Linked DNA regions of Mus musculus: region 2 is linked to region 1. A link is a contact called in public Hi-C data. All regions are on one chromosome and are shown on one strand. Each heading gives the region's core, a stretch centred on a gene start, on an enhancer-like site or on the middle of the called end of the contact. The rest is flanking DNA. Distances are from core to core; before and after follow the strand shown. Region 1 overlaps Iqgap2 (IQ motif containing GTPase activating protein 2). Region 2 overlaps Sv2c (synaptic vesicle glycoprotein 2c).

The links. Hi-C and Micro-C count contacts between places; a contact is called where the count stands out from the background.
Region 2: a Hi-C map of CD8 T cells shows a contact between it and region 1, with 4 times the contacts expected there. The contact joins two enhancer-like sites. A contact is called at or near these places in 12 of 484 Hi-C or Micro-C datasets (the 3T3-L1 cell line, CD4 T cells, CD8 T cells and 7 more), 9 of 115 datasets of contacts at active chromatin or transcription factors (SST interneurons, bone marrow-derived macrophages, embryonic forebrain and 5 more) and 1 of 9 other capture datasets (embryonic stem cells).

What each region holds. Positions count from the first base shown.
Region 1 is chr13:95,711,926-95,714,910 of GRCm38.p6, reverse strand. All of the region lies in intron 12 of Iqgap2 (IQ motif containing GTPase activating protein 2), which reads left to right. All of the region lies in intron 1 of Gm52062 (a long non-coding RNA gene), which reads right to left. Among named protein-coding and RNA genes, the nearest start is that of Gm52062, 7.3 kb to the right of the region's middle. Within about 2 kb of position 1,545, at least 46 of the 459 cell types and tissues checked have an H3K27ac peak or open chromatin away from gene starts, as enhancers often do. A contact at or near this core is called in CD8 T cells, memory CD8 T cells, regulatory T cells and 1 more, where this site is marked.
Region 2 is chr13:95,958,881-95,961,907 of GRCm38.p6, reverse strand. Sv2c (synaptic vesicle glycoprotein 2c) reads left to right here. Exons shown (of 13, transcript NM_029210.1): 13 at 445-2,465. The coding sequence ends at 628. Among named protein-coding and RNA genes, the nearest start is that of Gm24032, 63 kb to the right of the region's middle. Within about 2 kb of position 1,252, at least 124 of the 459 cell types and tissues checked have an H3K27ac peak or open chromatin away from gene starts, as enhancers often do. A contact at or near this core is called in CD8 T cells, memory CD8 T cells, regulatory T cells and 1 more, where this site is marked.

The DNA.
Region 1 (2,985 bases), core at 296-2,795:
AGCTTTGCTGGGGTGTGAGATCTGGTCCCCCAATGCTGCATCTAACTCTGGACTAGTGGAATAACACGTGATTCTTCTGATCAGCTAATCTTGGCTGTTTCCTGGAGCATCTTGCCAAGTTTGCTTTTTGGCATTTCATGGTTTCCCCCCCCCCTTGGACTCCATCCCACTGAAAGTGTTGACTGCCTTCATGGTGTGCAGTGGGTGTGAATTTACTGGACATTGTCGTGATTCTGTTCTTCTCATGTCCTGTGTGCATCTAAGCTTCTTTTGGGACAGCTTAGCTCTCTGTTCCCCATCTCTATATTTCCTGTTCTTGAGGTGTGTAAAATCTTTGCAATTAGACACCTTGAGTAGCCTGTCTAATGTGTTGGCTTGGGATCTTGGAGATTTTGCCAGATTTTACTCCAGAGGGAAGCAGGGATTTGAGCAGATGTTCAGCATCCTGGGGTGCAGGTGGTGGAAATCTCTGCTCTGTGTGTGCATGGATATCTGAGTATGTATTTTACTACAGAAAGTGGTCCCTGAGCCCCTGTCCTGCTGCCCAAATTATGGACTCCCACGTCTACACTCTGAGCTTCCTGCCACTCTGGGGTGTATCCCCACTGAGTAGGATTTCTCTTGGTAGGCAAAACAAATTTTCAGGTCCCATCTGTGTTTTCTAACTTCTCTGGGTCTGTTTTGGGGATGTCTGCATGTGCTGCTGCCTACCCAGGTGTGGGTTTGTTCTCTGTGCCACAGTTACACTGTTTTCTTTATCCTTCACAATGACTGAGGGGAATGGAGCGCCCTTCTCAGCCCAGCCTCTGCTTTGCTGGGAAAAAAACTAATCAAGTCTTTGAATGCCTTAAGGAGACAGTGGTCTTTGCAAGCAGAAGTGACTTGTAACTAAAGTCTTTCGACTGTCTGGCCATTCCTGCCATCCATCAACATCTTGTCATGGGCCGGTGGGGGTGGGGGTGGGGGGGAGACACATGCTGGTCCTCAGGGAGCTTATTGCAGATATTGTCCCCTTGCTAACACTTGGGGAGTCTGATATACAGTATTTAATTTGTATGGACATTGGCTTGGTTTTTCTTTTTCCTGTTGTATTTTCTTTTTCCTGAGGTATTTAAAATTACTTTAATTTTAAAAGTCAGCATATTAATTATTAGCCTTCCTAATGACATTATTCAAACATCTTTGTTGCTCTTTCTCTCTGCCTTCCTCCACACTCCACCCTTTTGCATTCTTCTAGCCCCAGCCTCCTTCCTACTTCATGCTCTGGTACCTTCCCCATCTTCAACACCTGTTTTTATTAAAATTTCTGAAGTATTGTGTTTAATATCATAGGTTAAAGGGATAGCTTGAAAAGCTAAATTTTGATTAAGTTTTGGTTTACATACTAAGAAATGGGTTCCGTTATGACATTTTTCATTGATGTGCTTCGCTCTTATTGATACACACACACACACACACACACACACAGCTAGCCCCTCTCCTGCTCCCCTGGTCTCCTGCACTGTTTCCATGGCATGGGTATTCTCTTAACCTCCAGACCTGTTTGTTCTTCTCTCTCATTGTTCCTTTCTTGTTCTTTTTAATCTCATATAATGATCATTATATGAGAGTCATACAATACAGTAATCAAACTATCTGAAAGAGTTGAGAATTTTCATGGGAATTATGAAAGAACAGGGTCCTGGCCTACTTGTCAAAGGTTCACTCCCATTTCTTACTTGTGGCCTACACTGGGCCTGTGGCTAAGAGATGTGCTAAGTGGAAGGTGGATCCGATAACAGGCTGCTAAATGTGTTTCCGGACTTTGATGTTCAGTTGATGTCTTCCTGGAAACCCCATGTTTCATGACAAAACCACAGAAGAATAGCATTTTACGATATAGCCTCAACAAGAAAGTTTTCGTCTTTGAGATGGTTGCTTTTAAAATGTGGCAAAGTGCCATTCCTTCTAGGTTACTTCACTCTCTCCAAGAATACGCAATGGAGTGGAAAATCACAGCACCATGCCCAGCCATCTTTACTCATAAAATTCATCTTGTACATGTATAAACAGAGTGAGGCAGGTGTGTCCAAGGGGCTTCTGCTTAGGTTCCTCGGCTCCTGTGACATCATTTACTATGACCTCAGCAGGTTGTGCTGTCAGATACACTCTCAAGAACTTAATTAGGTGGTTTCCATCCGGTCCGCTGGAATGCAAGCCTTGCCAGGTGACCAGCCCTAGGGATATGTGGACATCTTCTTTCTCACACTTGGTTATGCTAAGATCATTCTTGGATGGGGGTGTTTGAAGGTATTTAGAGCAACCTGACCACGGGGATGTCTAGTGAATGATCTAACATCTCCCGAACACTCCAGTTTAATAAGTAGGAGAGGGTGTGGATAGTACAAACTTCCACGGCTCACTTCATATTTGAAACTCATTTAATTTGAATGTTAAAGAAATAGACTTGCTTTTATAAACTTCAAACACATTTAAGTCTGGTAACCTGGAATGATCTCTTTTTTTTTTTTAATTGAAGCTACCTGACATCCTCATCTAAGCATGTGATCTGGTGTAGAAAGATGACAGTGGTGTAGACACCCAAATGGGCAGATGTTTTAGAACTCTTGTGTAGTCATTGCCTCTTCTGAATTGCAACAGCCTTTTGGGGAAGCTATTTCTTGTCCTCAACAAAACCTAGAGGTGTGGAGGCTTGATAGGTCTGAAGGCAGGAAATTAGGTTATGGCCTTGGTTCCTAGTAGTGCACACTTCTTGGCCTCTTCTCTGAAGGAAGACAGATTCTTGGTCCAGCTCTGTTGATTAGTGCCTTCTGCCTCCTAGATTTTTCATCTTCCACTTATGTTTTCACTTTCATTTTCACTTATTTTTCACTTTCATCTTATGTCTTACCTGCTAGGGCTTGGACATTTGTATCCTATCAAAAATTCATGTATTGAAACTTTAACCCCAAGGTCATGGTGTTTAGAGATAGTGCTTTTGAATAT
Region 2 (3,027 bases), core at 3-2,502, 250 kb before region 1:
GCCTGCTAGATCGCCCAGTCCCACTCCCTGGACAGAGGAGGTGGCCCAGCTTCTCCCAAGCTAAGCAGAGGCTAGCTGACTCCTACGGAAAGAGGCTTTAAGCCTGCTTTTATCCTGAGAGGACTTACACGGAGTGAAATTAACTTTTACTTAGTAGAACCATCCTTCCAACACATTGGACCAAGAAAGAGCTTTTTTTTCTTCTTCTGTACCAAAATAAGAGTCAGTAGAGTCGTACGTACGTCATCAGGAGACCGGCCGCAGCAGTGACAGCTGGCTTCTCTGCCTCCGCGTTTGCTAACAAGCATTTTAATTATCTGCTTCACTAACATACGGCACAAACCACGTAAAGACCATCAGGGTGACTGCGCAGAACGTGTAAGTTTAAAGCTGGACTCCCGAGCATCATTTTCTAAACCTTGACTGTGTTTCTGTCCCTTGCAGAGCAACGGGCTTCGGCTTCTTGAACGCCCTCTGTAAAGCGGCGGCCGTCCTGGGAAACTTAATCTTCGGCTCCTTGGTCAGCATCACCAAAGCCATCCCCATCCTGCTGGCTTCCACTGTGCTCGTGTGTGGAGGACTCGTGGGGCTGCGCCTGCCCGACACACGAACCCAGGTTCTGATGTGACGTGACAAAAGCCATTCCCTTCCTCCCACCGTGGGTCGGTCGTATTGCCTGACTCAAAGCTTCAGAGTTTTAATGTATAGAAAGGTGGCCAAGTATCAGAACACAAACTTTTGCTGTGATGTAACGTGTAGCTGCGTATTGTCTTACCCCGCCAGTGTGATTTGCAGGGTTTCCCGCCCCCCCTCCCCCCGTGCACTGTTAGCTTTTCCTAACTGTGATGTTCCTGCTTCTCAGTGCCCAGTGGAAGTGTTCCTAAAATGTCTCAGTTGACCAGGCTTCCCCAAGGACTACATTCACCAAGAATCTAAAAAGTCTGTGCTGGTGTAAGAAATAGACCCTGCTGGCGACGCTCTACTAACAGGAAGTTTAAATTGGCATAATTTTGTGCTGAGGAAAGGGATTTCTTTTTCTTCTTTTTTCTTTCTCTCTTTCTTTCTCTCTCTTTCTTTCTTTCTTTCTTTCTTTCTTTCTTTCTTTCTTTCTTTCTTTCTTTCTTTCTTTCTTTCTTTCTTTCTTTCTTTCTTTCTTTCTTTCTTTCTTTCTTTTTCTCATACCGAGTGATACTTCCTGTTTTCTTAGAAAAAAGACAGCCTGCCAGCCACTCTAGCTGTTACAGCAGGGGGTTTCAAGACAATTGTGTGACACCAAGCACTTCTGGGCGGGGCTCTTTTGGGCAGGATGATTAGGGTGGTTTTGTTAACAAGAAAAGTTTAAAGTCTATCCCCACTTGGCAACGAAACCCTACCTGAGCAGCACAAGGCAGATTTTTAGATAGAAATTGGAATTCACAACCAAAGCCATTTGGGAAACACAGACGGGAGCCTCTCTTGTACGGTCCCTTGCGGGTCAACACCACCCACCCTCCTTTGATCAACTGTCCACTGTTACATTTTTAGCCCAAATCTCCACATCAGGTCATGTCCCTCCAGTGTCCCCAGGCTGTGGGCTCCTAGCCTTGTCTCTGGACAGTTTTTGAGCCTGCCTGCTCTCCCCAGCAACCCTCCGGCAGGCAGGACAGCATTTCCTGGTGGGTGAATATCTGTTTTACCTCTGGAATCTTCCTGAGCATGGAAGGAGGGAGGGGTCAGCAGGACGTTCCCACGGGCCAGCTGTCAGCTAAAGGACCTTCGAGTCTCTTGCCCGGTGCCCCTCCCCCAGGCCCATCCTTTTACGCGTCTTTGAAATCTGAAGCCTCCTTGTAGATTTGCAGCCTGTGATAGCAACCATCGTAAGGCCTGTGTTTAAACAGCATTCTTTGTTTAACTGCCTCTGTCTTGTTGGAGGGGGAATCCTCTTTGCTTATTTTACGCTTTTCTTGCATGACCACAGCCCCGGGCCTTCCAGAAAAAAGGAAACTTCTGTTCCCAAGAATCTGTTCAGAGATGGCCCTGCTCCCTGGAGTCCCCTCTGCCTTGCCTCCCTTCCCCTCACATGTTCCCTGATCCCTCCTGGAGCTGAAATTCTGTGAAAAGCTCTTTGATTAACATAAACCATTAATCCACTGCCCCCATTAAGTAATGCAGGCGTGGTGGAGGGGGCAGCCTTGAGTTAAGATGGGAAGCTGCAGAGAGAAAGTGGTTCCCTGCAGATAACCTGAGTACTCAGAGCCTGGACATCCAGGCTATGAGAGCCAGAGCTGCAGAGCTGACCAGGGAATCTTCGAAGCATCATTGATTGATTTGAAAGACACCAATGAGGCAGGGCCAGAACAGAACTCGCTTCTGTTTCTCATCCCTGGGAAACAAATCTGTGTTTCAAAAACCTAAGGAGTATCTATTTTTTTTTCCATGCAGGCTCATTTCTCTCTCCTATTTGCACCATGGTTGTTTTCTTTTTGAAAAAAACATGTTTGAGGCCCAGAGCAGACCTTTTGGTTGAATGTGGCATGCAACAAAATTGCTGCAAAAGTAAGATATGAATCCCTATCTTCCCATTCAAAACAAACAAACAAACAAACAAACAAGCAAACAAACCATACAAATCAAAGGCATTGCTTTCTCTACTCTGGCCTGCTGTGGTAGTGATCTTACTGGATAGTCTTTACTCTCAAATTGTCTCTGCTCCCTGATTTAGCTACAAGTACATTCCAAACTGCAAGACACAGTCATTCAGAATTTTATCTGGACACTGGGTTGGGCCAGCATGGGATGACCCAACAGAACCCTTCTTTATAAGACCATCTGTCCCCTTCAGAAAAACCATTTCTGTCAACTACCCCAAGCTTCCCAGGTGGCCCAAGAGGGATCTCTTCTATAACCTCCTGGACAATCAGTGGTCACAAGCCTTCTTGGTTGCCGTCTTGCCCACTCCCCACACATTTCCCTCAGCCTCTTCACTGTGTGTAACCTTTCCTTTCCACGACAGGGTTCTTGTTGCTTCTCAAATACATGCTGTGGCTT